6 separate regions of the Mus musculus genome follow, and all the other regions are linked to region 2. Evidence: chromatin contacts called from public HiChIP or PLAC-seq and promoter capture Hi-C data. All regions are on one chromosome and are shown on one strand. The core of a region is the stretch at or near the end of the contact, and the rest is flanking DNA. Distances in the headings are between cores, read along the strand shown. Region 1 has its middle 19 kb from the start of Ache. Region 2 holds the start of Trim56 (tripartite motif-containing 56). Region 3 holds the start of Ephb4 (Eph receptor B4). Region 4 has its middle 21 kb from the start of 4933404O12Rik. Region 5 holds the start of Slc12a9 (solute carrier family 12 (potassium/chloride transporters), member 9). Region 6 holds the start of Ift22 (intraflagellar transport 22).

Evidence for each region. HiChIP or PLAC-seq counts read pairs in DNA pulled down with a chosen protein or histone mark. Capture Hi-C pulls out chosen DNA fragments and counts their contacts.
Region 1: a contact with region 2 is called in an H3K4me3 HiChIP or PLAC-seq map of pro-B cells, with 2.9 times the contacts expected there. The contact joins the enhancer-like site here to the promoter of Trim56 in region 2. A contact is called at or near these places in 2 of 39 promoter capture datasets (cranial neural crest and macrophages), 1 of 484 Hi-C or Micro-C datasets (bone marrow-derived macrophages), 19 of 115 datasets of contacts at active chromatin or transcription factors (the 230-238 cell line, the SCID.adh cell line, T-cell acute lymphoblastic leukemia and 14 more) and 3 of 9 other capture datasets (adipose tissue, liver and pancreatic islet).
Region 3: a promoter capture Hi-C map of liver shows a contact between it and region 2. The contact joins the promoter of Ephb4 here to the promoter of Trim56 in region 2. A contact is called at or near these places in 23 of 39 promoter capture datasets (the 3T3-L1 cell line, 3T3-L1-derived adipocytes, the C10 cell line and 15 more), 6 of 484 Hi-C or Micro-C datasets (B cells, bone marrow-derived macrophages, embryonic stem cells and 2 more), 13 of 115 datasets of contacts at active chromatin or transcription factors (T-cell acute lymphoblastic leukemia, bone marrow-derived macrophages, cardiomyocytes and 6 more) and 5 of 9 other capture datasets (adipose tissue, embryonic stem cells, liver and 2 more).
Region 4: an H3K27ac HiChIP or PLAC-seq map of embryonic stem cells shows a contact between it and region 2, with 10 read pairs. The contact joins the enhancer-like site here to the promoter of Trim56 in region 2. A contact is called at or near these places in 18 of 39 promoter capture datasets (the 3T3-L1 cell line, 3T3-L1-derived adipocytes, the C10 cell line and 14 more), 41 of 484 Hi-C or Micro-C datasets (the AML12 cell line, the CH12 cell line, the G1E-ER4 cell line and 19 more), 23 of 115 datasets of contacts at active chromatin or transcription factors (the HPC-7 cell line, the NIH/3T3 cell line, acute myeloid leukemia and 13 more) and 6 of 9 other capture datasets (adipose tissue, embryonic stem cells, embryonic tail and 3 more).
Region 5: a promoter capture Hi-C map of adipose tissue shows a contact between it and region 2. The contact joins the promoter of Slc12a9 here to the promoter of Trim56 in region 2. A contact is called at or near these places in 13 of 39 promoter capture datasets (3T3-L1-derived adipocytes, the C10 cell line, the HPC-7 cell line and 9 more), 1 of 15 datasets of contacts at CTCF or cohesin (large pre-B cells), 6 of 484 Hi-C or Micro-C datasets (CD4 T cells, the HPC-7 cell line, LSK cells and 3 more), 20 of 115 datasets of contacts at active chromatin or transcription factors (the 230-238 cell line, the SCID.adh cell line, bone marrow-derived macrophages and 12 more) and 5 of 9 other capture datasets (adipose tissue, embryonic stem cells, liver and 2 more).
Region 6: an H3K4me3 HiChIP or PLAC-seq map of embryonic stem cells shows a contact between it and region 2, with 2.9 times the contacts expected there. The contact joins the promoter of Ift22 here to the promoter of Trim56 in region 2. A contact is called at or near these places in 3 of 39 promoter capture datasets (the 3T3-L1 cell line, cranial neural crest and macrophages), 15 of 484 Hi-C or Micro-C datasets (8-cell embryo, CD4 T cells, bone marrow-derived macrophages and 8 more), 10 of 115 datasets of contacts at active chromatin or transcription factors (the SCID.adh cell line, bone marrow-derived macrophages, effector CD8 T cells and 4 more) and 4 of 9 other capture datasets (adipose tissue, liver, macrophages and 1 more).

What each region holds. Positions count from the first base shown.
Region 1 is chr5:137,267,078-137,271,613 of GRCm38.p6, forward strand. No RefSeq gene overlaps it. Among named protein-coding and RNA genes, the nearest start is that of Ache, 19 kb to the right of the region's middle. Within about 2 kb of position 1,719, at least 48 of the 459 cell types and tissues checked have an H3K27ac peak or open chromatin away from gene starts, as enhancers often do. A contact at or near this core is called in adipose tissue, embryonic stem cells, intestinal crypt epithelium and 2 more, where this site is marked.
Region 2 is chr5:137,113,333-137,117,524 of GRCm38.p6, forward strand. It overlaps Trim56 (tripartite motif-containing 56), which reads right to left and starts at 2,875. Exons shown (of 3, transcript NM_201373.4): 1 at 2,780-2,875; 2 at 1,457-1,621; 3 at 1-1,329. The coding sequence starts at 1,328.
Region 3 is chr5:137,348,450-137,353,015 of GRCm38.p6, forward strand. Ephb4 (Eph receptor B4) reads left to right here and starts at 1,660. Exons shown (of 17, transcript NM_010144.6): 1 at 1,660-2,200. The coding sequence starts at 2,149. Gm52791 (a long non-coding RNA gene) reads right to left here and starts at 1,603. Exons shown (of 3, transcript XR_003955817.1): 1 at 630-1,603.
Region 4 is chr5:136,938,151-136,942,919 of GRCm38.p6, forward strand. No RefSeq gene overlaps it. Among named protein-coding and RNA genes, the nearest start is that of 4933404O12Rik, 21 kb to the left of the region's middle. Within about 2 kb of position 2,886, at least 13 of the 459 cell types and tissues checked have an H3K27ac peak or open chromatin away from gene starts, as enhancers often do. A contact at or near this core is called in embryonic stem cells and nephron progenitors, where this site is marked.
Region 5 is chr5:137,331,594-137,336,028 of GRCm38.p6, forward strand. It overlaps Slc12a9 (solute carrier family 12 (potassium/chloride transporters), member 9), which reads right to left and starts at 1,989. Exons shown (of 14, transcript NM_031406.3): 1 at 1,855-1,989; 2 at 863-1,085; 3 at 533-667. The coding sequence starts at 1,043.
Region 6 is chr5:136,905,947-136,910,663 of GRCm38.p6, forward strand. It overlaps Ift22 (intraflagellar transport 22), which reads left to right and starts at 2,204. Exons shown (of 5, transcript NM_026073.3): 1 at 2,204-2,324. The coding sequence starts at 2,286.

The sequences.
Region 1 (4,536 bases), core at 469-2,968, 150 kb after region 2:
CTCTATGTGCTGAGTCATCACACTGGTCCAGCAAGCGTCCTCTCCATACCTCCAAATACACAGACTTATCTCTCCCTGGCAAAACTGTCAGTCACAGCTTAGGTGCCCTCAGCCATCATACCTCTGCCTCATGAGTGCTAGAATTACTGGTATGTACAATACTCCTAGCTTGGGCCCTTTCATTCATTACACACAACACATGTGTTACATATAACAGCACTAAGGATCAGACAGCCACAGTGGGAGTGAGCGTGAAGCATCCCCATCTCTTGTAACCTGGCTTTAGCATCTGTGTAGGGACTCAGGCATGCCTTTCCTATGAGCTGGGATGTCACCTCTCATCCCAGCCGCTGGGGAAGCAGGGTGCATGAAGATTCCCCAGCTGGGTCCCTGTCTGCTAAAGCTGTCGCCTGCAGGGGACGCTGGAGTGCTCTGCAGTTGGGCTGTAGCAGAAACAAACACTAAAGGTCAGAAAGGAGGGAGGAAAAAGGAACTGGGGGTCCTTAGGTGTGAGCCCCACACTTTATAGTCTTGGGGCAGCGCTATTTTTTTTTCTCCCTTTGCTCGTTTACCCCTCCCTTTGGGGAAGGGGATGCTGGTGCTCCAGCCGGGAGCCTCTCCTGCACACTGGGTAAGCACCATGCCCTGATAACCACTGTGCCTCTCCAGCCTGGGAGATCCTGGGAGAAAAGCAAGGCAGGCTTTGAGGTTCCCCAAGGCGAGGTGAGCAGCAAAAGGCAGAGTGGAGAGGAGAGAAAGGGGGAGAGAGGAAAGAGGAAAGAGAGAGAGGAGGAGGAGAGGGCAGGAAAGAGAGAAACAGAAGCAGGGATAGGAAGGTGAGGAAGGAGAAGGTGGCAGTAGTGATGATGATGATGATGATGGTGATGGTGATGGTGATGGTGATGATGATGTGATGGTGATGATGGTGGTGGTGGTGATGGTGGTGATGGTGATGATGGTGGTGGTGGTGGTGGTGGTGGTGATGGTGGTGATGGTGATGGTGGTGGTGGTGGTGGTGGTGGTGGTGGTGGTGGTGGTGATGGTGGTGGTGGTGAATGACGATAAAAAGAGCAAAGGTGTCAGGACAAGGAGGAAGAATTCCCCCTGAAAGGGGCTCGGGAGTTGAGGGTAGACTGAGGAGTGCTGGCAGCTGCAGAGAGGGGAGACAGACAGCAAGCAGAGTCCAAGCAGCATTGTCAGCCAGCTGCTGCCCCCAGGATGCAGGTGTAGGCATCAGAAGCCTGCGGCTTCTCTCCTCCCCTTCTAGCCTCGACAGCCAGAGATGGGAGAGACCCCTCTTCCTGCTCTGCAGGCCTCACAGCCAACCCCGCCCCGCCCCACCCCGCCCATCCTTGATCAGGAGTCCCGAGGGTCTCACCAGCCCCTCTCTCACTGCAGCTCCCCCCTCACCTGCTTCCCCAGGGGAGGCTCTGAGGAGCCAAAGGAGACTGAGCAGCAACATAGACGTCAGCAGGCTGGGAGCAGAACCGGATCCAGAGCCGGGGGGGTGGGGTGGGGGGTGGAAGCTGTGAGCCGTGGATCCTGGCCCCAACGCGGTGCACTGGCTTTCTGCCCTGCCAGGAATGAAAACAGAACAATTTCACCTTTGAGCTGCGCAGCCTCCCTCTCTTCTCCCCGCTACCCGGACATCAGTGCTGTAGAAAGGGAGGGAACAGGAAGCTAGGGCAGGCCTACTAGGGGCCAGGTGGGAGAGCCCCACCCTTGGCCTTCCTGTCCCCCATGACTCCATCCTTTCCAAGGACTCCGCCTTCCTCCCCTGCCTCCTGTAGACAAAGGACCAGAACAAAGCCCTGTCAGCCTTTCAGCTTTGCTTCAAGTCCCCTCGACCCTCTGTCCACAGCTGTGGGACTCAGACTGTGACTCCACGGGGAATAACGCAGAATTTAACCTAAGTCTTTTCACTATCAGAAGAACTGGACTGGGTCCCAGGAAGGGAAGACAGCTAGCCACCGGGACAAAAATGCTGCTTTAGTGTGGAAGGCAATGGCGGGAGGGTTCAAGTCTCTCAGAGCCCATAGGCAAGACAGTGCGAGGCCTGTAACAACCAGGGCTGGGGAGACAGACAGGCAGGTCCCAGGGGCTCACTGGGTAGCTCGCCTCACCAATGTGGGAACTCCAGATCAGTGAGAGACCTTGTCTGGAAAAATAAGGTAGGAAGTGAAGAAGTGAGAGTTGGAGTTGGAGGTGAGGGGATGGGGAGGGAGGAAGTGGGGGTGGGGAGGGGCGGTGTGTTACGAACACACATACACGCATACACGCATGCACACACACACAAAATAATTAAAAAGGACACATACAAGATTTGGGGGGTTGTCTTTGGGAGAGGGAGAGATGTGTGGGAGGAGGAAGAGACAAGAGTACAGTGGAAGATCTACAAAGTACACTCCTCAGCAGATAGACCATCAACCACATACAAAGTGTACAAGAACACAGTTTTCAAAAGAAAAACAGAAGATGATTTGATTTTTTAAAAAAAAAATTTGGGTAGCACTGGGGATCAAACCCTGGGGCATCCGGAATGCTTGCAAGCACTTTACCACTGAGCTGAATAGCCCCAGTCCGTCTAGCGTGATTCTGAATTGGTTGGGAGACAGCTGAGCAAGTAAGAGTGGGTAGTGCTCTGTGGAGGACCAAGTAAGAACAGGTACTGCTCTGTGGAGGACCAAGTAAGAGCGGGTACTGCTCTGTGGAGGACCAAGTAAGAGCAGGTAGTGCTCTGTGGAGGACCAAGTAAGAGCGGGTAGTGCTCTGTGGAGGACCAAGTAAGAGCGGGTAGTGCTCCTTGGAGGACCAAGTAAGAGCGGGTACTGCTCTGTGGAGGACCAAGTAAGAGCGGGTACTGCTCTGTGGAGGACCAAGTAAGAGCGAGTACTGCTCTGTGGAGGACCAAGTAAGAGCGGGTAGTGCTCTGTGGAGGACCCTGGTTTGCTCCACCACACCTGTATGAGTTGGCTCATGGCCATCTGTAACTTCAGTTCCAGTGGATCTGTAGCCCTCCTCTGACCTCTAAGGACTCCTGCATGGATATGGTGCACATATGTTCACTCAGATACATATGTGCACCTTGTTAAATAATCCCGTTCCCCACAGCCTCCTACCCACCCTCTTCTCTGTTCAGGCACGCATTTCCACAGATGTCTGTTGCCCTCTGGTTAATTACGGCTCTAGTTTAAAAAAAAATGGCAGCAACCCAAGTTGGGTTATGGCCACTCTGCAATGAGAGCTGGGTGTGCAGTGATTGTATAGCCTGCTCCAGACCCTTGGTTCAACCGTGGTGTGGGTTGGTGGGTGGGGGAGGGTACCACCAGGAAATCATAGAATAGTCACACTGTGGACTACCATGCTCAACTCAGAAAGAAAAGGCATGAACACCAGGTGTGTGGCACATATGCTGTCTTGGGAGGTGGAGGCAGGAGGATTGTGAGTTCCAGACAAGTCTGGAGTACATAGTGAAAGGGAGGGGGAAGGGATGGAAGAACTTAAGTAGAAGTAGGTCACTGGGGCGGATCATTGTCCCAGGAGATGTCTGTCTCTCTTCCTTGGTTTCCTAGTCTCCTGTTCCACACCATCCTGTGGCGATGCTCTGAGCCCTCTGAAACAGTGAACTCAAATAAGTACTTTTCCCTTCGGTGGTTTACATCGGGGATTTGGTAACTAATACACAAATTGAGGTTTAGCGGGAGATCTTTGAGGTATCCGGGCCATGCACACAAAGACAACCCCAACATTTTACCCCTTCCTCCCACGGACCCATAAAGTAAGCAACAGCTTCCTCTATCCTGTCGCTCTGAGATGCTCCACCTCACCACTGATCCAGAAACTTTTGTCAAGATAGTGAACGCACATGCCCACATGCATGTGGAGGCCAGAGGCCATCCTGAGTTCAGTTCCCAGTAGGTATGTAAGTAAGGCAGGGTCAGAATCACCTGTCACCCCAGCTTTGGAGAATCTGGCTCCCCACTTCTGACCTCTGTAGATAACTGTATTCAAACATATACTCTCCCATGCACACACACACACACACACACACACACACACACACACACACATACACACACACACACACACATACACATACACACACACACACATACACACACACACACATACACACACACACACACAAACACACACACACACACAATCATAAATAGAAAAAAATAAATAAATATTTTTTGCTATTATATTATTATTATTATTATTATTATTATTATTATTTTATTATAGACTGAGACAGGGTTTCCTTGTGTAGCCTTACTGTCCCAGAACTCACTCTGTAGACCAGGCTGGCCTGGAACTTATAAATTCACCTGCTTCTGCCTCCTGAGGGCCGGGATTAAAGGCGTGAGCCAACACTGCCTGGCTGGACCTTTCTTTTTTGAGATGAGGTTTCTCTAACTCTTTTAAATCTGTCCTGACCACTGTACCTTTGACAACTTGAAAGTAATTAGAAAGTGTATTTTCTTTGGTTGGTGGCTTGGTGAGTGGGTGGAGGAGCACCCTCATAGAGGCAAA
Region 2 (4,192 bases), core at 1,625-4,124:
TTGCACTTCTTCTTCTTGTTAGGCCTGTTACCCCTTTCGATGAAGACCCCATCATCTTCTTGGGGGTTCTGGTCTTTGCCTTCTTTGGGAGTCAGGGGCTGGGCTCCACCCTGCTTCCCTATCTTGGTTCTATCGTCCCCTTGGCCTTGAGCTTCATCCCCTCCTTGGGTACCAGCCCCACCCTTCCCGCTGTCCTTCGGGGATTGTTTAGGCTCCTCAAAGATGAGTCGGAGCAGGTGGCAGTTCTTGTCCTCGAGCCCGGGATGGAGCTCTAGCTGGGGCAGCACACAGCGGGTGGGCCCAGACGTCCAGGGAGCATCCTGAAGCTGGCGCAGGCGCTGTGTGATTGCTCCCTCCAGCGAAAGGATCTCGGCCTCTAGACCCAAGCTGAGCACTCGACGGGCAAAGGCAGCCGCCGCCTTGGCCACCTGCTCCTGGCGCTCTATTTTGGTCAACCTCTCCCTGGTAGCCTCCTCAGCAGCCTCCACAAGGGCCCGGAGTTGTCCCAGCACTTCCTGCTTCTGGGCCAGCAGGGACTTGAGGATTCGTTCAGCTGCCTCCTCCACCTGAGTCCCCACACTGGCTGCCTGCTCCCGAAGCAAGGCCAGGGCTTCCTTTTCTGCCACCCGAGTGGCTTCTAGCTCCACCAGATTGCTGTCCACACCTGCCAATAACTCCTCAAGGCCTGGCTTCCTGGAACGCACTGCTTCCGCTAGGGGCAAGCAGGGGTGATCGATATGGGGACCCAGGCGGCAATCCTTGCAGAGCAACTGAGAACAAGGTTGACAGAGGAAGCAGAGGGCTTCCCCTGGGTGCTGGGGACACTGGGACGCCTGGCGCTCTCGAGCCTCTTCATCATACCACCCGGCTCTGTAACCCACCAAGTCAACGACACGGTGCTTATGGGTCTGCCGGGAGCAGCGATGCCCATCGGCACAGGCCTGGCATAAGTCGTCGGCACAGTCCAGGCACCTGGCTGTGGCGGGTCCCCCAGAGCTCTTGCCTCCCACCAGAGGGCACAGAGCGCAAGTTGGCTTCCCTGAATGGACGTCTCCGGGAGCTCTGGCCTTGACAAGATCCAAGAGCCCATTGACAAAGAAGTTGGTCTTAAAGGCGGCCACCCCTTCGGCGGGTACAGGCACAATCTCCCGACACTCGGGGCAGCGGACCTGACCACCGATGTCCAGTTGTGCCAGACAGTCCTGGCAATAGGTATGTAGGCATGGCAGAGTCTTGGGTGTGTGTAACTGCTCCAGGCAGATTTTACAGGCTAGGAAATCGCTGCTCAGAGCTTCCAGCAGAGTTGGGGAGGAGTCTTTGGAGTTCATGCTATAAGGGAAGGGGCAGAAGTCAGAGATACCTGGGCCAAGTCCCTAGCTTGGTCCTGTCTTCCCCCGCCCCACAAACACACTTCATCCTAGCCCCTCCCCTACTCTTTCCTGGTGTCCACACTCACCTGGATGTTTGGTACGTTCTGGCTTGTGGGAGGCACTAGATACCAGGGGAAGGGTTTTTTTCTTCCACTTTGTTCTCTTTACAGACACTCACCAAACGTAAACATGCGACCGGCTGTAGGAAGTGCTGAGCCTGTGGGAAAGATGAGACCAGGTAGCCCCCAGGCCTCAGAGATAGAATACTCTAATTAGTAACATACCAGGTCAAGGGCCAAAGGTAGGTGTAGCCCAAGCCCTTCCCGTCTCATGTAGCCCAGGCTGGCCTCAAACTTGGCCAAGTAGCCCAGGATGACCTTGACCTTCTGAACTTCCTGCCTCCACTTCCGGAGCCCTGGGAAGTTTATGTAGCACTGGAGAAGCAACCTAGGGCTTCTTGTGAGCTAGGCAGCCCTGCTCCTGGGTCTAGCTCCAAGCTTGTGCTCCTCCTGCCTCAGTCTCCTGCGTGCTCACATCACAGGCAAGCACCACCACGTTCACCTTGCCATGGGTCCTGTTATCAGTGGGTGCTAGGACTCAAGGGGCAGCCAGGAAGGACACACAGGTCAGGGGCATGCGAGCACTGTGCTTTTCGATGTTGGACAGGGTCCCGCAGTCTTTGTCCATCCATCTGTCTGGGAGGGTGTCCTGGGAGGGTGGAAGGGGCCCTACTTCCTGCCCCATCTAGCTTTGAAAATAACAACAGATCAAGATGAAGGCTCAGGGAGAAAAAGTTCATCTCCTTCCTTTTCCTGGACCTGGGGGTCATGTAGATCTGGCCTGACTCCTGGAGTCCTCTAATTTTACCATTCCTACCAAACTCATTCTAGAATCCCCTGGAGGGAAGGTACTGTAAGTCCCCAGCACGGTGGCGACTTAATAAAGAAAGCTGGAGCCCGAGACAGGAAGCTTGCCACAAATTTGAGGCTAGCCTGGGTTTAAAAGTGAGTTTCAGGACAGCCTGGGGCTACAATAGTGAGTTCTGGTTGAGCTTGCCCTACAGAGAGATCTAGCCTTGAGAGAGAGAATGAGAGCGATCACTTTTCTTTTTCCCCAGTGTTGGGAGGAAAAAAAAACAAACAAACTCGGAGTGGGGGGTGGGGGTGCGGTTGTCTACACTCAGTGAGTGTAGGATTCAGGACACAAGGTGGGAGGTGGGAGGCTGAGGGACAGGGCCTGGCTCCAAGCTTGTCCTCCCAAGCTTCTCAGGTCCCCTCTGCCCTCTCTCCCCTCCCTTCCTTTCCCTCTCCCGGGCTTTCTCACTTCCCCTTTCCTCCCTCCCCTCCCCCCAGGCTAGTCTTTCTGGGTGCTGGCTCTTAACCCCATCCGCCTTCCCGGGCTCTCCTTACCCAGCCACAGCTGATCCTGGACTCTCCCAGCAGGACCGGGGAGCCCCGAAATCCCGCTACCGCCAGCAGTTGACTACCTGCAAGAGAAACAAAACTGAAAGTAATCGTACTGTGGTGGTGCAACTTCCGTCCCCGGCCCGGGACAACTACTCTGGGGCGCAAGCCCCGCCTTCCTCACCACTCCACCCTGGAACCCTCCCTCCCCTCTGGCCGGGGCAATAAGGCCAGACCCGACTCCAGCAGGAAGGTCTGGGGGCTACAGGTTAGGGCGACTGGTAGCCCCAGGCTCAAGCTGTCAGCTTGTGTGTGTGTTGCAAACAAGACACTGCCCCAGAATCTATTCTCTGAGCATGTTTATCGGGTCAGGATGTTTATGTGTGGCAAGGAATGACAGATGAGCGATTGGGCCAGTGGGCGAGGCTCCTCGTGGGTCCTTTGCTAACCGTTGAAGCTGTGAGCCCCAGATAAGAACATTTCCAGAGCTTAGCGCAGTCTTTCTGGAGGAGGCTGTCTAGAGATGTGTTTGAGGAGGTCTCGGAGCATTTGGGGGCTTTCCCGGGGCAAGAGCGTTCTGAGAGCAACAGGTGTGCAGGGACAGAGAAATGACATCCGAAATCCTCAGCCTTCGGTGGTGGGCCACAGCTGTAATCCCTGCGCTGGGAGCTGGAGGCAGGAAGACCAGAGGTTCCATGCTAGCTAGCCTCAGATACTTGGCAAGTTTAAGGCCTGTGAAGCTTGAAAGAATCACAGGGGACCGTGTGAACCGTGGAAGACAACAGACGTTGTAGAGGGAGGAATTGACTAACATTGTTGGATGCCACAAACCAGGTAGTCAATCAAAATGAGGACAGGAAGTCATTGGGGTGGTAGCAGACCTAACATGGTTCACCTTGTCGATCTCCCTACCCTTTTATTCTCTCCCCCAAATTTTTGCTTCATGCTGGTGTAAAAGCAACATATTCAGAAAAAAAAATGTACTTTGGGTGTTTTTTTTTTCTTATGTATATATTTAGACAAAGTCTCGTTATTTAGCCCAGGCTAGCTTCAAGATCCTTCTGCCCCAGCCTCTTGAGTGTTGGTATTTCAGGTGTGTACCACCACCTCCATCTTTGGAAATTTTTTTTTTTTTTTTTTTTTTTTTAGCCTAGAAAAAAAAGTACAATTCCAAGGGGAAGGCCTGGAAAAACCAGACAGCACAGAAAGACAAGAGAGATTAAGGTTGCACTGGGGTGGACTCACCCCCATATGGCTCAATGGCTTACAGTGGTAGAAAGCTCGCCTGGTATGCCCGAGGCCCTGGATTACACCCACAGCACCTAATAAACTAGGCATAACCCCAGCACTTGGGAGGCAGAGGCTGGAAGATCTGGAGTTTGAGGTCATCTTCAACATATAGCGAGTTCCAGCCAGCCT
Region 3 (4,566 bases), core at 410-2,909, 230 kb after region 2:
TCCTCCACGCCTGCCTCTGTCATCCAGGCTGCTTGTCTCTCCTCTATTGAGGCGTTAATCGTCTCTGCATACTAATGAATTGCTTATCCCACTAAATGTGAAAATTTTTAAGCAATCAAAGGCTTGAAGTGGGCTGCTGATGGTGGCTCCTAGGGTGAGAACAAGCCACGACTCAGAAATTCAGGGGGACCCGGATGCAGAATGATAGCTGCAAAAAAGGGGGTGTCTGTGGATAAGAGAAGGGGAGCCTGAGTCTGCGTGGGGAAGGAGGAGGGGACTCCCAGATCTAGCCGGTCAGCCTGGCTCCAGCCAAGCCGGCTGTTTCCTGCCCTGGCTGACCCCCCACCCCGGAGCGGGACCCAGGCAGGGCTGTGAGGAAGGGCAGGGGGTGGGGAGCACTACTTGCGCCAGGAAGATAAGTGCACGGGGACAAAAGGCCATCACGGGTCTCCCGCGCCCGCTGGTGTGTGTGTGCGCGCAGGCGGACAAGAGGTCATCACCGGTCTCCCGCGCCCGCTGGGGTGTGTGTGTGCGCCCTTAGGGTATTTGGCAGACTCCCAGGTGCCCCAGACTCCTACCTCAGAGTTTCCAGACCCTGTACTAATTACCTTAAATTAAAGTCTCCTTACCGCAGCCCTTAAAGGACCGACTTCGGGAACAGCACCTCTCTCATCCAACCATCCCGTGCCCCACACTCACAGTGCCCTGATGTAGATAGGAGGCCGTCTTTCCTGGACCCTCCCCTCAAACTGATGGATGAGAGGGGGTGCTAGCAAATGAGAGGAAGGGCCCTCCCAGCCATCCCGAGGGCCCCCAGGAGCCAGACAGGAAACAGCCTCAGGAAAGAGCCACAACGGTCCCTACCCCCGCCTTGGAGGTCAAGGCTGCAGGCGGCGGGGAAGTGTCCCCCTCCTTTAAAAAAATGAAATGAGGTGTTACGGAGATCCCTCACCCTCTCTGACACGCCTGCCTTTTATTTACATTTTCTATACTTTGGGTTTCAAACCACTTTCTCCAGCGTTAGGCTGCGCGCTCAGTGGATCTCCAGGACTTAACGAGCACGCACTGATTGTGTGAGCGCTCTCTCCGGAGATAGACAAGCTGGGATTATTGCTTGAGGAACGGAGGTCTGTTGGGAAGCTCTCCATACCCAAATGCAAAGTTTTAACCTTCTCCTCCCAAATGCAATCCCCTGCTCCAACTAGGTGGCAGGGGGCGCATCCAGATGTGGAATCTCAGGTCCCGCTGCAAGGTCAAAGCAGGCTTTGTGTGGGGGCATTCACATTTACGCACACATCTGTGAGGCCTGGTAGGTTCAGGTCAGTCCTGAGGATTCCTGGGCTACTGCCCCAACATGCACAATCAGGGGTAGTAGGCATGGGACACCCAGCACCCCTGGACAGTCCCTAAGTTCCACACATGCCGCCCCTCCCCCTCTTGCAAACTTTCTCCTAACTTCCCGACAGGCTCAGTTCGGGCGGCCCCCCCTCTCATGAATTATTCAGCAGCATAGGAGCCAATCAGCTCCCCGTGCACCCCCCCCTCCCAGAGAAACCCGGGCTCCAGGGTGTTGGGAGATGGGGCGGGGGGAAACTCTGACATGGGACTGTCTCCGCCTCCTATGCGCCCCTCCCTCCTAGGCCAGGCGCCGCCCGACTCAGTCTCGACTCGGCCCAGCCCTGGCCCAGCCTGTTTCCCTCCCTCCTGCTCGGTTCCCACTTTGGTTTCCACCTTCCTTGACCGCGACCGGCGCACTAACCCCGGCGGCGCGACATCCACCAACCACTCCAGGGAGCGAGAGAGACCGCGAGCAATCGGCCCACCCCAGCCAGCCAGGGCGGGACCCCCGAAGCCCCGAAGGGACCCCTAACTCTCAGCCACGTCCCGATCTCCGCCCGCCCAGCGACGGCCACTGCCAGGACGTCCCCCCTCAAGGCTGGCCTCCCCGCGCGCGCGCGCTGCGGCGGGGACGTGGGGGCCGCACCTGAGCGCGGGTGCCTGGCGCGCCCGCATGGGCCATCGTTGAGAGGCCCTCGACGGAAAGTCCCAGCAGCAGAGTCGGTGTGCACCCGCCCAGGGGAGGGTCAGACCTGGGGGGGCCAGGGCCCCCCAAACTCGGATCGCATTCAGCCAAAGTGAGGCGGCGCCATGGAGCTCCGAGCGCTGCTGTGCTGGGCTTCCCTCGCCACTGCTTTAGAAGGTGAGTTTTCTTGGGGTGCCCCCTGTTCTTGGGGTCCCCCAAAGTTGTGCCTCAGAGTGCAAAAGCTGGTCTCTCCCTATCCCAACTCCGGTACCCCTTAAACACTTCGGACCAATAGCACTAGAACGGGAGGGGGCGGGGAGGAGGCGGCCTGGCGGGGAGTGGGGTTTTTCTTTTGTTTGGGAAAGAGATGGAGTCGAGAGCTCAGACCCGGGACCTTCCCTTACCCAGCCTTCTAAATTCTCAGTCCTGATGCCAAAGGCCCATGACAGCCTTCCTTTTCCTGTCCACCCTAATGTTCAAAACTATCCCCCAAAGTTTTTATCCTCTCTCCACCTCTGGCTAAACTCCAGGGGAAAGTTCCTGAAGGGGCACTTGCAGGCGAGGCAGACCCCAGCTAGGCCGTAAAGCGACCCCCACCTCTGGTTCCCTAGCGTTCATTCACACCTGGACTCCACACCCCAGTCAGGATGGCCCCATCTGCAGCCCCACTCTCCAACTCCCAAATGGCTGGCCAGGCTACTGACCTCGTGCAGACTCTTTTCTTGTTTTTCTCAAGGCTGTACCCCAACCTTTTACATGCCATTTAGACCTCAACTTTTCCCAAGGCTGAGGCTTTCTTCCAGCCATGCAAGCCCGCAGAAACTGCCTAACACCGGCCTGTGTCGCCCTAATTCACCCCAGCTGGCCGCCTCCTAGCCCGCCTCAGATTTCTGGTTTTTTTTTTTTTTTTCCTTCTGTATTCCTCTCCAAATGCCTCTTCAGATCTGTGAGCCCCTAACTCCACAGTCCCTCTTGGGGCTGCACAGGACTCATAACCCCCTTTCCTGCCTCCCTAATCTCTTTTCAATGAATTTGGCTCCCCCACAACCTCCCTTGCTGCTTAGAATCAAAGGAGAATCTGGGGAGTGGGACACAAGAGTGGGGGAGATCTCTCCCTGAAGCGATGGAATCAAAGGAGCTCCCTCTAGGCTGGGCAGTGCTGTTCTGGGCTGATCAAAGTGTGGGAATGGGGTGAGGACAGACTTTGGGCTCCTGGAGAGGAGGAAGTCAAATGGGCAGAGCACCCATGAAGTGTGTCTGGAGGGAAAGACGGGCCAATAGGAAATGCCCCTTCTCGCCTGCGCTACCTGAATGATTCTCAAGCCCCTGCCTTCACCTGTGCCAACTGCGATTATTTTACTGTTATTTTGCCCAGCAAAAAAGGAGAGTTCTTGTTTCCTTAACAGGTGACAAACTAAAGCTTTAGAAATGTTAATTAGTTTATCCAAGGCCTCAGGCCCTAAAGGAGGTGTAAACTGGGAGATGTGGTGGTGGGGGGGGGAGGGGACGACGACCTAGAAATGGAGCCCTGGAGGGAAGGAGGTGAGAGGTGGGTCTGGGAACTGGGGGACTGAAGTGAGCTGGAGGCAAACTGGCGTGTTGTGGATGCAGGGAAAGTGAGTCTGGGCTCAGCTCAACAGGCTGAAGAGCAGCCTGTTGCACAGACAGTGTGTAAATTGGAGACAGGAAAACGCTATCCAGGCTGGAACAATGGAGGGTGGGGACGGCGGCCTCTATCCACCCCCTTCCCAGAACCGTGGGCATCCTGTCCCCAACGTGTTCTGCTGTCTCCTGCCACCCATTAGAGGGGCCGGTAGGCTTTGCCTCTGGCTGCTCAGGTTCCTGCCTGCCCCCTACACCCTGAGACAGCACCGCAACTTTGAGGTGATGCCTCCCTCATCCACCCTAACTCCAGGCACTCCTCTCTCTCAAAGCCAAAGGGGAGGGCGGGACCTGGTCCCAGGTGTTCCGCTGACTCCCCTGGAGGCCCACTCTCAACGCATGTGGTTCCCAGACTCCTGCCCCCTCCCAGGTTGCCTACCCTCACCAGGGGATTCCCCAACCCTCCCTTCCTCCCTCCCGGTTGTGTTGCCAGTGAAGTCTGCACATCTCCTAATCCCTTCCTGGGTCAGCATCATGTCTGCTCCCCTCAAATGATCCCAGAGCCCCTCCAGGTGTGTTCACACACAACTCCCCACCCCTAAACTCTCCTCCTTTCTTTCTCCTAACCAAGTCCAGATGTGGTGGGGCCTCTGCTGGAGCTGAGCGAGGCAGGGAACCCAAGAGTCCAGGCTTCCAGAACTTATTTCTCTGGTGGTAGCAAATGGGGGAGGTGCACTGCCTCAGGCGAGGGCATCACCTTGAAGGACTGGGTGTCTGGTGTGAAAAGGGGGCGGGGACCGGGATGGAAGCCAATTTTGGCACTTAGGAAAGGGAGGGAGTGTGGAGCCTAAGACAGGCCTCTAGGAAACCTTAGCCTGGACCAGCAGTTCTCAGCCCCAGGAGGCAAGGCCAGGACTGGGTTTTGTCCTGTTTTTTGTTTG
Region 4 (4,769 bases), core at 1,636-4,135, 180 kb before region 2:
CCCAGGGAGGGGCTGGGGGCGTGACTCAGTGGTAGAGCCCCTGCCTAGAATCCCCCAGTGAGAGGCTGGGGGCGTGGCTCAGTGGTCGAGCCCCTGCCTAGTATGTATAAGGCTCTGGGTTGGATCCAAGTAGACTAAGTATCCAATCTTCCCTCTCTCCCATGATTATCCAATTGTTTCAATGCCATCTAATGAGTACCTCTTTCCCAACTATTTTGAAATTCTGCCTTCATTGTTAAATTCCTGTTCAACTTGGCTACTTCCCTTGAATCTACTTGAACCTGCTCCAATACCTTATTATTTTACTGTGTAATTTGCTTTGGTTTCTAATACAATTGCTTTCCCATTTACTGTTTTCAAAATTCACACCATGAAAAAGAGGCGGTTAAGTTGGAGCTAATGAGAGTCACTCTGAGGCTGAAAAAAATCTTAGAGAGCTGTTATTTATGGCCAGTCGTCCACAGGGACAAGATAGTAGATTTTAAAAGAGGTTGAAAGATAATATAATGAAAACAACAACAAAAGAAAAAACCCACTTGGGAGGCAGAGGCAGGTGAAATTCTGAGTTCAAGGCCAGCCTGGTCTACAGAGTGAGTTCCAGGACAGCCAGGGCTACACAGAGAAACCCTGTCTTGAAAACCCGAAATGTTAATAATAACTAAACAAAAAGTAGTGTCAGGAATTGCACAAGAAGCCCAGGACAGACAAGAGCCTAAGGATGTCTTATGTAAGCTAGGGTTCTTGGAGCCATTTTGTTTAAAAAAGAAAGAAATCCTGTTCTCAGTAATGACCCTTGATGAACTTAGTTTCAAATGAGATTTTGGGGTTTAATGCATCATACAACAATGTCAGGAGGTCATGTGACATGACTCTGTCTCAGGACTGGAGACTTCACAGACCTCCGCACAGGGCCACAATGCCCTGACTGTCCTGTCTTTCTGTCTCTTCTAGAACTAGCCCCGTGACAGAAACCAAATATAACATTGGCCATTGGGCCTCCCTTTTCAGGCTTCCGTGAAATTGTGAGACAATTATGCATCAGCCACTCAGCTTTAAGCTTTTCCCAGAAAACAAATGCCTTTCTCTGTCATCTTACCAAGTTCCCTGAAGCCCGCTGGTGCCTTCAGAACTATCCCGTGGGTCTGTGCCATTTGAGGAGTACATTTGTCATTTGTCTTCGCTGGGACTATACGTTTTATGTGGGTTTTTAAAAAAAGAGATTGGTTTTATTTTGTGTGTGTGAGTGTTTTGCCTACATGCATGCATGTAACACTGCAGGCTTGCCTAGTACCCGTGGAGGCCACAAGAGGGCGCTAGAGTCCCTGGAGTTGTAATTATGGGTGGTTGTGAGGCATCACGCAGGCGCAGGCAACCAAGCCTGGGTCCTGTGTAAGAGCAACAAGTGCTGTTACCAACTGAGCCATCTCTCCTGTCCCAGAACAATAGTTTTGAGTTCAGCAAGCAATTGAATGTGTGTGTGTGTTTCTTTGATTTTTTGAGACAGGGTTTCTCTGTATAGCCCTGGCTGTCCTGGAGCTCACTTTGTAGACCAGGCTGGCCTCGAACTCAGAAATCCGCCTGCCTCTGCCTCCCGAGTGCTGGGATTAAAGGCGTGCGCCACCACGCCCAGCTGTGTGTGTGTTTCTATGTGTGTCTGTGCATGTGCAGTGTGCTCAGGCGCTCCTTTCCCCTTCCCCAGTACCCTTTCTATCTTTGTATTCAGTCCCCCACAAAACTCAAACAAAAGTGGTTTCTCAGTTATGATTTATTTCAGTAGATACACTCAATGTAGACACAGCAGGGAGAGATATAAATAGCTGGAGGGTGCTGGGGTCAAGCACACACTTTCTTGTTTCAAGAGCAAACTACAGTGATTATATTGCTGTTATTATAAACAGATCTGAGATGTTTAAGCCTGTGAGTTTAGAGCCAAATAGGAAATTCATGGCTCTGAGTTTAACAATAGTTAGGGTGTTCTCAGTTATTTTAATTAGAAATGGCTGAGAGTAGTTAACAGAGAACAGTCTAAATTACTTTACGTAGATAGTTGGTTTTCGAAAACGTCCAAAGTCCACACAACGTGACATTTAATGTTATTTATTCATTTGTTGTTGAGACCAGTTCGTTCCTGACAGCTTTCCCTGTCTGTCTGGGATTCAAAGAAGAAACTGAGCATCTTTGAGTTACTCCAGTTGTGGCGAAACAGCCACTAGGCAAGAATTGCCTCATCATTTCATCTACAGCCATAATGCTGTCCAAAGTAAGGACACAGTTATAGGTTAGGACAGCTTGATTCTGCAGAGACAGAGTAGGCCAGTCCTTAATATTCCTATTTCTCTAGGTCTGTCAGATGACCCTGGCCAGTAGGCTGAAGACCGATGCTCCAACTGCTGAAGTAAGGGGCTGTCCAGGTGATCAGCAGTCTCTGTGGATTGGCTACGTTTTGGAAGCTGTTTTAGGCTTTCTATATATTTTCAGTTAATATCAGTCAGTCTTGGATTTCTGATGGGGTTGAGACCCTACATAGTCTCCTAGCCAAGCCAGGACAGTTCTGAGAGGATGGTTTTCAGATGGCATCCTATCTAAAGCTAAGACACAGCCAGATGTAGAATTATAAGGCTTTTAAGTAAGGATAGATGATAAGAGGTTCTGTTTAACTAACAAAGATGAAGGACTGGGTGTTTAGGTCTCTTGTACTTTATAAATTACAAAATAATGATAGTTATATTCAATTATATCTAAGATAAAATAGTCTTTTAATTGGACAGAAAGGGGGAAATGTTGTGGATAGCCCTGGGGCTAATCATATTTGATGTTAATTCTGTTCTCTGGTGAGTGGTTGGAACAAGGAATGAGTCAGCACCCAGGTGATTTCCAGTAAACCTGTTTCCCACCTTCATTTGTAAAATAAAGGAGAGCTGATGCTTGGGCAGATAAAAGGGAAGGTGGAGCAGAAGGTGGGAGGGAGAAGAAGGAGAAAATGGAAGGGGGAGAGGACGCAGAGGAGGAGGAGGAAGAAGGAGAAGATCGGAGCGGAAGCACATGGCCTGGAGATACCGCAAGTTCTAAGGGGTCTCATAGATGTGCAAGATGGTAGTGTAGCGGCAGATCTGCCCAGTCTAGGCGCACAGCTGTAATCACATGAACTGTTATGTGTTTTCTTTGCCGGGGCATATTTGGGAGGAGATTCACCGCTACAGAGGCTGGGTTGGGATGTCCTTGTCCTGGAAATCTCACGAGTCCTAAAGTCAAAATTCTCCACGGGAGTTGGGCCCGTGCCTGTTATGTGACCACCAAGCTCCCATACAAAGCCACAGGTGAGTACAGTGAATCTTCATGCCTACTTTTAAAATGCTGGGGGACTGAAGAGATGGTTCTCTGGGTAAGAGTGCTTGATGCAGGAGGATCCGAGTTCAAATCTCCAGAGCCCACATAAAACAGTCAAGGCCAAAAAATAAAAAAATAAAAAAAGCCCGGTGTGGTGGCGCACGCCTTTAATCCCAGCACTTGGGAGGCAGAGGCAGGCGGATTTCTGAATTCGAGGCCAACCTGGTCTGCAAAGTGAGTTCCAGGACAGCCAGGGCTACACAGAGAAACCCTGTCTCGAAAAACCAAAAACCAAAAAACAGTCAAGGCCACACTGTAACCCTGTGAGCTCAGGGCTGTGGAGGCAGAGTCAAATTCTGGGGCTTGTCAGGTGCCAGTCCAGCTCCAGATTCAGCGAGAGAGCCTGTCTCCAGGGCAAAAGGCTGAAGGTGATAGAGCAGGACCCTCTGCATTTGCAAATGTGGGTACGTACACATATGCACACACACAGAAAGGGCTAATGAGAAGCATCGGTGGGTAAGGGCACCTGTCACCAAGCCTGAGAGCCTGGCTCTGACCCCTGGGACCACATGGCAGAGGGAGGGACCCTGGTGCCTCCAAGTTGTCCTGTGACAACATGCAGAGTCAAACATAATCACATGCTCACACACAGCACACAGCACACATTTTAGAAAGTAAACCTGCCCTTGTTAGCTTTTTGTTACTTTGACAAAATGTCCGAGGTCTTCACCTAGAAGAGTGCATTCAAGCCCGGGTGTCGGCCCAGGCTCTGACTGCTTTGGGTCAAGGCAGAGGTCATTCATGTCAGGAAGCAGGTAGCAAACTAAGCTGCTCTCCTCCTCGAGTCTGGACCAGGGATGCTTGAAGTCTTTACAAGTCCGAAGTGATGGACTTCCTCCAACCAGGCCCCACCTCCAGACCCAAACCAGAGCTACCAGGACAGCCTAGTTCATCATTCTGTTAAATTCCTGTAGGTATGTTTGTTGTATGTGCTCGTGTGTGCAGTTGCATATGCCAATAAGGAGAGGACTTCGGCTGTCCCACCTTACTGCCTTGAGACAAGGTGTCACTACAGTACATGTGGGATCCCTTACGAAGTCCTGTCCCTCCACCACCCTGACCGTCCTGGGGTTACAGGCATGCAAACAGCCATGCTTAGCTTTTTACACCATGCTGGGAATTTGAACTAAGAGCCCCATGTTTGCAAAGCAAGCACTCTTGCCCACTGAACCATCTCTCCAGTCCTTAGTTCATCTTTTTCTGCCCCAGGGTTGCATGTAGCCCAGCTCAGGCTGGCCTCAAGCTATGTAGCCCAAATGAGCTCCTCATCCTCCTGCCTCCACCCCTCAGGGGCTCAGTCTACAGGTGTGCCCCTCAGTGCTGGTTTGCTGCCTGGTTCCTCTTGATTCTATTTTGGGCACAGAAAAGAACCTCTTACCAAT
Region 5 (4,435 bases), core at 739-3,238, 220 kb after region 2:
GGTGGCTTCCAACTCACTATGGGTTGGATGACCCAGAACTCCTCAGCATTAGAGGCATGGTTCATCATGTCCCTCTCTTTATTTTTTTATTTTGCCCAGGCTGGTCTCAAATTCATTCTGTAACCCAGGGTACTCTTGGGATTTTCATCCTCCTGCCTCCATCTCCCAGGTACCCAGGGTGAGAGGCCTGCATTTCCATGCCTGGTATCACTTTCCTCATCTGTACAATGACTATCAGTGAGCAATTTTTTGTGGTTGTTGTTGTTAGAGGGGGAGAAGGACTGGGGATCGAACCCATGCATGCTAGGCAAGCACTCTACCCCTGAGCTACATACACACTCTGTGCTTAAAAAACGCTAACTGCTAACAGTGTTAGGAGACCAGGCATGAAGATAAGAGTGCTGGTCACCTTTACTGGCTATATTCATTAACATTTGGCCTATTTTCAGACAGAAGATATTGGCCCCTTTCCCCTCCTGAACCTTGGAGGACAGAAATACCCAGACCCCAGTCCATCTAGGTTGGAGGATACAGTAGGCTCCGCCCCCTCTCACAGCTCCATTGGTGGCAATGGCACACACTGAGAGGACTGTTAGTGCCAGAATGATGTAGGCAACCAGTAGCATCGCCAAGGCCTGCAACAGCCCAGCGTGGCCCACCACGAACCCTGCACAGGGGGAGAAAAGCAGGTCACAAGGGATGCTTATATACCTCTCCCCCTTCCCCCCATCCCACTGGCCAGCACAGTCCCACAGCAGAGCCACACACAAGGCCTCAAGGGGCCTTACCCTCCATCTGACCACATGTACTAGGGTCCATCCCTAGCCTTAGCCCCTTCCCAATAATTCCCTCCTCTACTCACCAATCCTCAGAAACACGACTATGCTAAACATGGACAGAACCGTGGGCACCACCACACCCAGGAAGGTGGAGAGCTTGCGGGATGATGGCACTCCAGATACTCCAGCTCCATTGGGAGGGAAGGCAGCCCCCTCTTCCCCCAGAAGCCGGTAGGCCAAAAGAGGGGAGCTCTCGCTGGCCATTGCTGAACGCCAGCAGAGGAAGCCACAAAAGGGCTAGGAGACCTGTAAAAAGAGGTTTTAGTGGCTGGATAGCAATACCACAGACCCTCTCTCCCTAAACAAAACCCTAATTAAACACTCAGTTTCCTCAAAAGGAGAGTTGCAAAGGATACACACACACACACACACACACACACACACACACAGGGCACAGAAACTCAAAACTGTCCCAGCAACTTCCCCACTCTCGGACCCTGGTGTTTAAATAATCAGGGTCCCTTTCAGTTCTTAGGGACCGTGTCATCCTCCGTGCCTCTGAAACTAGGGGTAGCAGTGAGTCTGCGAAAGGGACACAGATCCCCTTGTCAAATAGGTCTCGCCTTAATTGGCAACAAGAGGGGAAGAAGATCTCCTCAAAGGGAAGTTAGCTATTACCAGTAAACACCTCCTCCCAAGTCCTATGCTGCTCCTGTCGAGTACCCTCAATACAGCACCTCACACATGGGCAATAAGAAACTTTCAAAGCTCTCAAAGCTCCACCTTGTATCACCCCTGTCCCTCAACCCATCTCAATCCTGACCAGATTTTTCTAATCTCTACAATGAGCCCTCCAAACTCTATCAATCCAAACAGAGCCATCAATTGTCCAAACACAAATGCAGGCAGCCTAGCATCAGCCACACAGGATCCCCAGGGTCCTCCTCCCCCACCCACCCGCTCTTGTCCACTTGCTTCAGTAACTGGATGCCTGGGGGGGGGCGGGGGGGACAGGCATCTGGCTCCAGCCGGCCAAGTGCACCCTGCATCTGGGTGCCGCAGGGTGCTCACTCACCACCTAGGAATGAAGCTGCTCCGGTGTGATCCCAGCGCGCCTGTGGGGCTCCGCTATAAACCGAGGGGGCGAGGGAGCCGGAAAAAGCAAGCGGGCTACCGGGATGTCAGGCCCGGAGCCTGCCCTCCCCAGCAAGGCGTCCCATTGGTCCCGATTCAAGCCCCGCCTCAAAGGTGTGGTCTACACTCAAGCCCCGCCCACACTCTCGTACGCTGCCTTGCAAGCCAAACCGTTCCACGTGCGTCTCGGGTGTCTTTTGCAAGGTAGTGGGTCACGATCCTCAGAGCCCCCCGTTGCCAGGATGCTAGCAGATGCCCATGGTGAGGGTCTGACTGCACTCCGAGCTCCAGGACGCCCCCAGGAATATCTGAAAGGGGCGCGTGGCGACTGCGGAAAAGTGGAGTGGGCGGAACCGCGGCACCTGACTCAGGTACACACCTGGGAACTGAGAGCGACGTCGGTCGGCGCCTGCCGGAGTCGTACTATTTCAGCTTCTCGGGAGACCCAGAGTGCCTCGGGCTTCCAGCCTGGTCCCTTTCACATTCAGAGGAGACCCCCTCCTCGTCCAGTTTCAGCTCGCAGGCTGCGCTCTTCTCTTCGGCCACGGGAGGGAGCCGTGATCCTCCATCCCGACTCAGGTCCGGGTAAATAAGCAGGTAACCCTGCTTGCTTTTGTGCCTAAGATCCTGTAACTGTGAGCTGGGCAGTGGTGGCGCATGCCTTTAATCCCAGCACTTGGGAGGCAGAAGCAGGCGGATTTCTGAGTTCAAGGCCAGCCTGGTCTACAGAGTGCGTTCCAGGACAGCCAGGGCTACAGAGAAACCCTGTCTCGAAAAAAGAAAAAAAAAATCCTTTATCTGTGACCCCAAAACTCCAACTTCAACCCTTACAGGTCTTACCAACGACGCTTCCTCATCTATAAAACGGGACTTAAAAAAGACATCCCTTCAAGGAGAGCAGTTGAGAGATGAACTAACCGTGTATACTCGCAGGGGGCATGGGTGGGGGCGCTCTTTATGTAGACCGGGCTAGCCCCATTTCAATACATAGCTGAAGAAGACTTCGTGTTTCTGATCCTCCTGCCTATACCTCCCATGTGTTGGGATTACAGATAAGTAACAGCACAGCCTGATGCAAATATTTATTTTCCTAAAAGAGCACTGCCCCCACCCACCCCGAGATTAAACACAGAGCCTCAAGCACACTAAGTGATGCTATAGTACATACGAAGCCTTAACATATTGACTCTTTAGTCCAATACATACATATTCATTTTTCCCCTCACACGGTATTGTATTAAATATGCATAACCATTCTGTGAGTGCACGTTCTACTACTGTGGTTGTATTAGATTAGGGAACTGAAGATGGGAAGCTTTTTTTCTTTAGATTTTTTTTTTAAATGTGAGTATTTTGTCTCATGTATGTATGTGTACCACGTGCGTGCCTAGTGGCCATAAAGGTTAGAAGGGGTGCTGGATCCCATGGGAGTATAGGTACGGATGATTGTCAACCACCATGTAGGTGATGGGAACGGAATCTGGGTACTCTGCAAGAGCAGCAAGTGCCCCACTGAGCCATCTCACTGGTCCCCCTTGGAGACCTTTAGCCACATGTTCTGAATTTTTATGTAGCGTAGCAATTCATGGTCACCCTGTTATTTGGACCTCCAGAATGAGCACAGTTATAGAGTCTCACATTCCCATAGAAGAGGCTGGGGCTCCAAGTTACCAAAAGCACTTGTCCTAGAAGCACAAAGACCCGAGTTCTGATCCCCAGAGCTCAAGTAAAGGAATCTGAATAAGCCGGATGCTGGGGAGGCAGACAAGAGGATCCCTGGGGCTCAGCATAGCTGCACTGGTGACCTCCAGGTTCAGTGAGAGAAATAAAGTAGAAAGTTACTGAGAAAGACACGTGACCTAGGCTTCCTCGTGCGTATGAATTTATGTGGACACAGATGGGCACACCTGCTGTGGCTCTACCAAGGATAAATCAGGCATCCCTGCTACCCATGTTTCAGACAATATTTGGCGATTTTTTTTTTTTTTAATTTCTAAAAGCTCCCTCCACTCTGACTATGCAGTTTGTGTGATTGTTTGAGCCTGGCTCTTAAGTAACCCAGGCTGCACAGCTGTGGATAACCATGAATTCCTAAGCTTCCTGCCTCCTCGTCCCAAGTGCTGGAATTATAGCTATCTTGCCACCATGCCTGCCTTCTTCTTTCTTGGTTGTGTCTCCCCCACCCCCTCAATTTTTCAAGACAAGGTTCCTCTGTGTAGCCCTGCCTATTCTGGAACTTGGAACTTGTTTTGTAGATTGGCTGGCTTAAAACTCAGAGCCTCTGCCTCTGCCTCTCTGCCTCTGCCTCTGCCTCTGCCTCTGCCTCTGCCTCTGCCTCTGCCTCTGCCTCTGCCTCTCTGCCTCTGCCTCTGCCTCTCTGCCTCTGCCTCTCTGCCTCTCTGCCTCTGCCTCTCTGCCTCTCTGCCTCTGCCTCTGCCTCTGCCTCTCTGCCTCTGCCTCTCTGCCTCTCTGCCTCTGCCTCTCTGCCTCTGCCTCTCTGCCTCTCTGCCTCTCTGCCTCTC
Region 6 (4,717 bases), core at 954-3,453, 210 kb before region 2:
AATCTACCCTGGCTCTGTGCACTGTATATATGCATGTGTGCAAACGTACATGTATATGTATCGTCATGGGCACACACATACACAAGCATATGTACACACGTACATGAACACACACAAACAGAAAGAAGGGGGAGAGGGAGGAAGCTGGGGTATTGGACAAAGCCTGTGGTCCAGCTTCCTTACTGCTATCAAGTTGGACACAGCCTCCTTCCATTGTTAGTTTCTTTTCTGTTCCTTAAAGTCAAACCACACACTTTATCTCCGAGTACTAGCTTAGGCACAGATGAAAACATGACTCTAGAGATTGTAGAGATTTCCTGTACAAGCATGAGGATTTGAGTTCTAATCCCTGGCACCCACATAAAAGCCTAGTGGCGGCACTGGAGGGGGAAGAGGCAAGGGGATGCCAGGGAGCTGGCAATCTAGCTGAAACAGTGAGCTCCAAGTTCAATAAGAGACTTAGGAGGAGGAGGAGGGAGAGGAGGGGAAGGAGGAGGAAGAGGAGGAGGAGAAGGGTAGAAATTGATAGGGAAATATACAAAGCCAACCTCTGTCCTCCACAGGATCACAGAGAGACACGCACATGCATATATGCACACTACTCTATAGGAATTTACCTGGTAAGGGGAAACACACTGTGTAGTTTCTCTCTCATCTGAAAAGGAAACTTGAGGTGCGAAAGGGCAAGCAGTCCCATCTCTGAATATATGCTGCCCAATGACCTGACACCAACTTCTCCTACAGCTCGGGCCGGGGACCTAAGTGTGTTTCATGCCGAAAGTCAGAGGCAGGAACACAAAGTTCCCTTCAAATTTTCCAGGTTGTTGTAAAGAAATAATTTTCCTGAGGGGGTCTCTTGTCTTTTGAAACTTTTAAATTTTTTTTCTTTTTTCTTTTTTATTTATTTATTTATTATATGTAAGTACACTATAGCTGTCTTCAGACACTCCAGAAGAGGGAGTCAGATCTTGTTACGGATGGTTGTGAGCCACCATGTGGTTGCTGGGATTTGAACTCTGGACCTTCGGAAAAGCAGTCGGGTGCTCTTACCCACTGAGCCATCTCACCAGCCCTAAATTTTTTTTTTCAATGCATGCGAAAGAATGTATGTAATACATTGCCACTCTGGAACAAGAGCAATAAAATTAACCACCCGCGATTAATATAATGGTGCTTAAAAGTATGAAAGCCGGGGCTGGGGAGATGGCTCGGAGTTTAAAGCACTGACTGCTCTCAGAGGAGCCCCGACTTTGGTTTCCAGCATCCATTTTGGGCAACTGAACTTCCATAACTCTAGCTCCAGGGCACTTCCTTCTGGCTTCCACAACCACCTGCACTTTTGTATACGTGTGTGTATGTGTGTGTGTGTGTGTGTGTCCACACGCGCGCGTAGGTTTTGATTTTTTTTTTTTTTTTTTTTTTTGTTTTTAATATGAAAAAACTCAGAGAATGACCGAAATGTCAAAAGAACACACACACTGGTTTGGAGAAGCTTCTCCGCCGCCAAGAACAATCTCAGCATCAAAATAAATAATGACAGGGCTGCAAAGTGACTCATCAGGTAACGGCCGGAACCACCAAGCCTGAAATGGTGGTGGGAGAAGAAAACTGAGTCCTATGGCTTGTCCTCTGATCTTCACATATGTATCATGGCGGACACACATACACGCAGATAGATGATGATTGATTGATAGATATAACCTTTTAAATTGAAAAAAAAGTTGGGAGTCGAGAGTGGTGACACATGCCTTCAATGGTATTAAAGTTGGGGGGGCAAAGGCAGGTGGATATCTTTGAGTTTGAGGCCAGCAGGTCTACATGCGAGTTGGACTGGGGATATGGTGTCAATGACAGAGCGCTTTCCTAGGATTGATGACCACCTGAGTTCAATCTCCAGCATCCACCGCGGAAATAAAAGAAAACCAAAATCACAGTACTGTTTTCCAGGCAAGTTTAGCAGCTCCCTTAATCTATGGAGCGTTCAGGAAGACCGGGAGAAATAAAGCAGGTTGGAGCCTGGCTCTTGTACCCCTTCCAGAACGCTCAGGTTGCAGTTAGCAGGACCAGCTTTGCCTTTTCTCTTTTGGTCCTCCTCAGCTTCCATCGTAGGCCACTTTTCCAGGCTCCCGGAACTGTCAGGGTTTCCTGGGCTACTGCGCAGCTGTTCCCGGTCGCCGTGGAAACTGACCAGCCAATCAGAGCATGCGGCCCAGACTGGCGGACGCGGCGGGGAGCTTAGCGCGCTTTGGTGGTGGGCTTCCGCGGGTTCGTGTTAACGGACAGCGATGCTGAAGGCTAAGATCCTCTTCGTGGGCCCCTGCGAGGTAACTCAGGGCTCGGGGGCTCCCTAGAACTGGGGTTGTTCTCAGGAGGTGCAACTTTGTACCAGCAACCCCACTGAGGGCGGCAGCTGGCGCTACCGTGACCAGGCCTTCATCCAGTTCACCCCTCCCAAGTAGTGGAGGAGAATATTGAGGTACCCAGGTCTCAAGGGCAGCGGAAATAAGGGGCGCCTCATGACTTCCCCTCCGAACCTTCCGTGCAAAAGGAATGTGTCCATGAGATTAGAAAACTAGATATTTTCAATATAGGGACTTGGAGCAAGTGGTTATTAATATGAGGAAGTCACTCTATATGTGATTCACCGAATTAAAGTTCAGATGGACCGAAACTAAACATGCAAATAAGTTAACTGTAGAAGGAAGCTGGGTGCAGTGTCCCATGCCTGTAATAATACCAGGACTCAGCAGGCAGTGGAGGAGTGATCACAAGTTTAAGGCCAGCCTGGGCTATGTATTGAGTTCTGGGACAGCCTGAGCTACAATGTGACATGTCTCCGATAACAAAATTAGATAGATAGATAGATAGATAGATAGATAGATAGATAGTAGAATTCGGGAATTACCTACATGGTTAAAGTTCAAATCCTTGGGTCCCAGCTCAGAAGGTTAGCTTAATAATGTGATCTTCATCTGAGGTTATTGGCTGATGGACCAAACATGAGAACCAATGTACATTCATAGGTGACTATATGGTGAAGATATGTTTTTAATCCTAAGTTAGGAGGCTGGGGTAGAGCTGGGTGATAGGATGTTTGCCTAGCATACAGGAATCCCGGGGTTCAATCCTCTTCATATAAAACATTCATGGTGGTACATGCCTCAGTTTCAGGGTTTGGAAGGTAGAGAGGCACGATGATTGACAGTTCAAGGCCACAGCCCGGGCTACAATAGCAAGTCTGAAGCCGGCCTGGGATACGTGAAACCTGTCAGAGAAAGAAGTTGCTAAGTATGCACAGAAGCAAAGGAGGATTGAGCCATGTGTGGCGCAGGCCTGACACCTCAGCATACAAGACACTCAGGGTTGCCACAAGTTTGAGACCAGTCTGGACCATATAGGAGTGTTGAGTCTAGCCTGGGGCAGAGAGGAGGAGAAGGCTTAAAAGAAAGGAGGGGCTGGAAAGACAGCTTGGTGACTAAGAACACATACTGCTCTCGCAGAGAGAGCTGAGTTCGGTTTCCAGAACCCACGCCAGCTGGCTCACAATTGCCTTTAGGTTCCAGTGCCAGGAGACCTGACACCTCTGGCCTCTGTGGGTACAGGCACTCAATATGCACAGACCCTCACACGGCCTGGACATAATGGTGCGTGCGTTTAATTCCAGCACCAAGAGGCAGAAACAGGTAAATCTGAGTTGAGGGTCAGCCTAATCAATGGGCCAGCCAGGGCTACATAGTGAAACCCTGTATATAATAGTAAATAAATAAATAAATAAATAAATATATATAATAAATATATAAAATAAAATGGAGAGCATGGTTGTGGTTTGGAGAAAGTTTGCAGACTGTTACAGATCTGCGGTTGGTGATATACACAACGCTTCATCATTTTCAAGCCTGAGGCAGGAAGCTTGGTTCCCAGCCTGAGCTACATAATAAGTCCTTACCTTAAAGCAAGCAGCTTGGAGAAGAGAGTATAATTGCAGAGAGCGCTGTGTCTTTGGTTACTTGGTGGTCTGGGCTTTTTCTGAAGCAGGATCTCATGGAGCTTCGAATGACCTTGACCTCCTGATCGTCCTGCCTCTTCTCAGCCTCTCCACCCCTTCCTCTCCTCTTCTGTCCCTTTTATCCCTCACCTCATCCCCTTCTCCCATCCTGTCGAGTTTTACCAGGGCCCACTCAGGTTTAAGAGATTGACTTCTGAGGAGAGAGGAGCTTTGTTGTATATTCAGGCATATACAGGATGGTGCAAATACACAGAGAAGATCATAGCTCTGAGGAGGGAATCGGTGGATGGGGGGATGGATGGGTGAGCGGGTGTTGGAGAAGATGGGTAAAAGGATGGATGGATGATGGGTGGGTGATGGTTAGATACGGTGGGTGGGTGGGTGGATGGGCATGAGTGGGTAGAGGGGGTAAGTGAGTGGTGGCATTGATGGACGGGTGGGTAGGTGTTTGAATTGGGCAGATGGCTGGGTAGATGGATGGGATTAGTGGGTGATTGGATGAATGGATGGGGGGACAGAGGGGGAGTGAGTGGGTGGTTGAATGGAAAGATGGATGGATGGGTAGAAACCAGGTTTGGGTAGAGGGCTCAGAAAGGCTGTCTTACTGTCCTTTTATAGGAAAGGTGATTACTAATGTAATATATAAGGAGAAGTGACCCAGCCGGCCAAGAGTCCAGAAACCTGGGTCTCAGCGTTAACCTTGATCCTCTT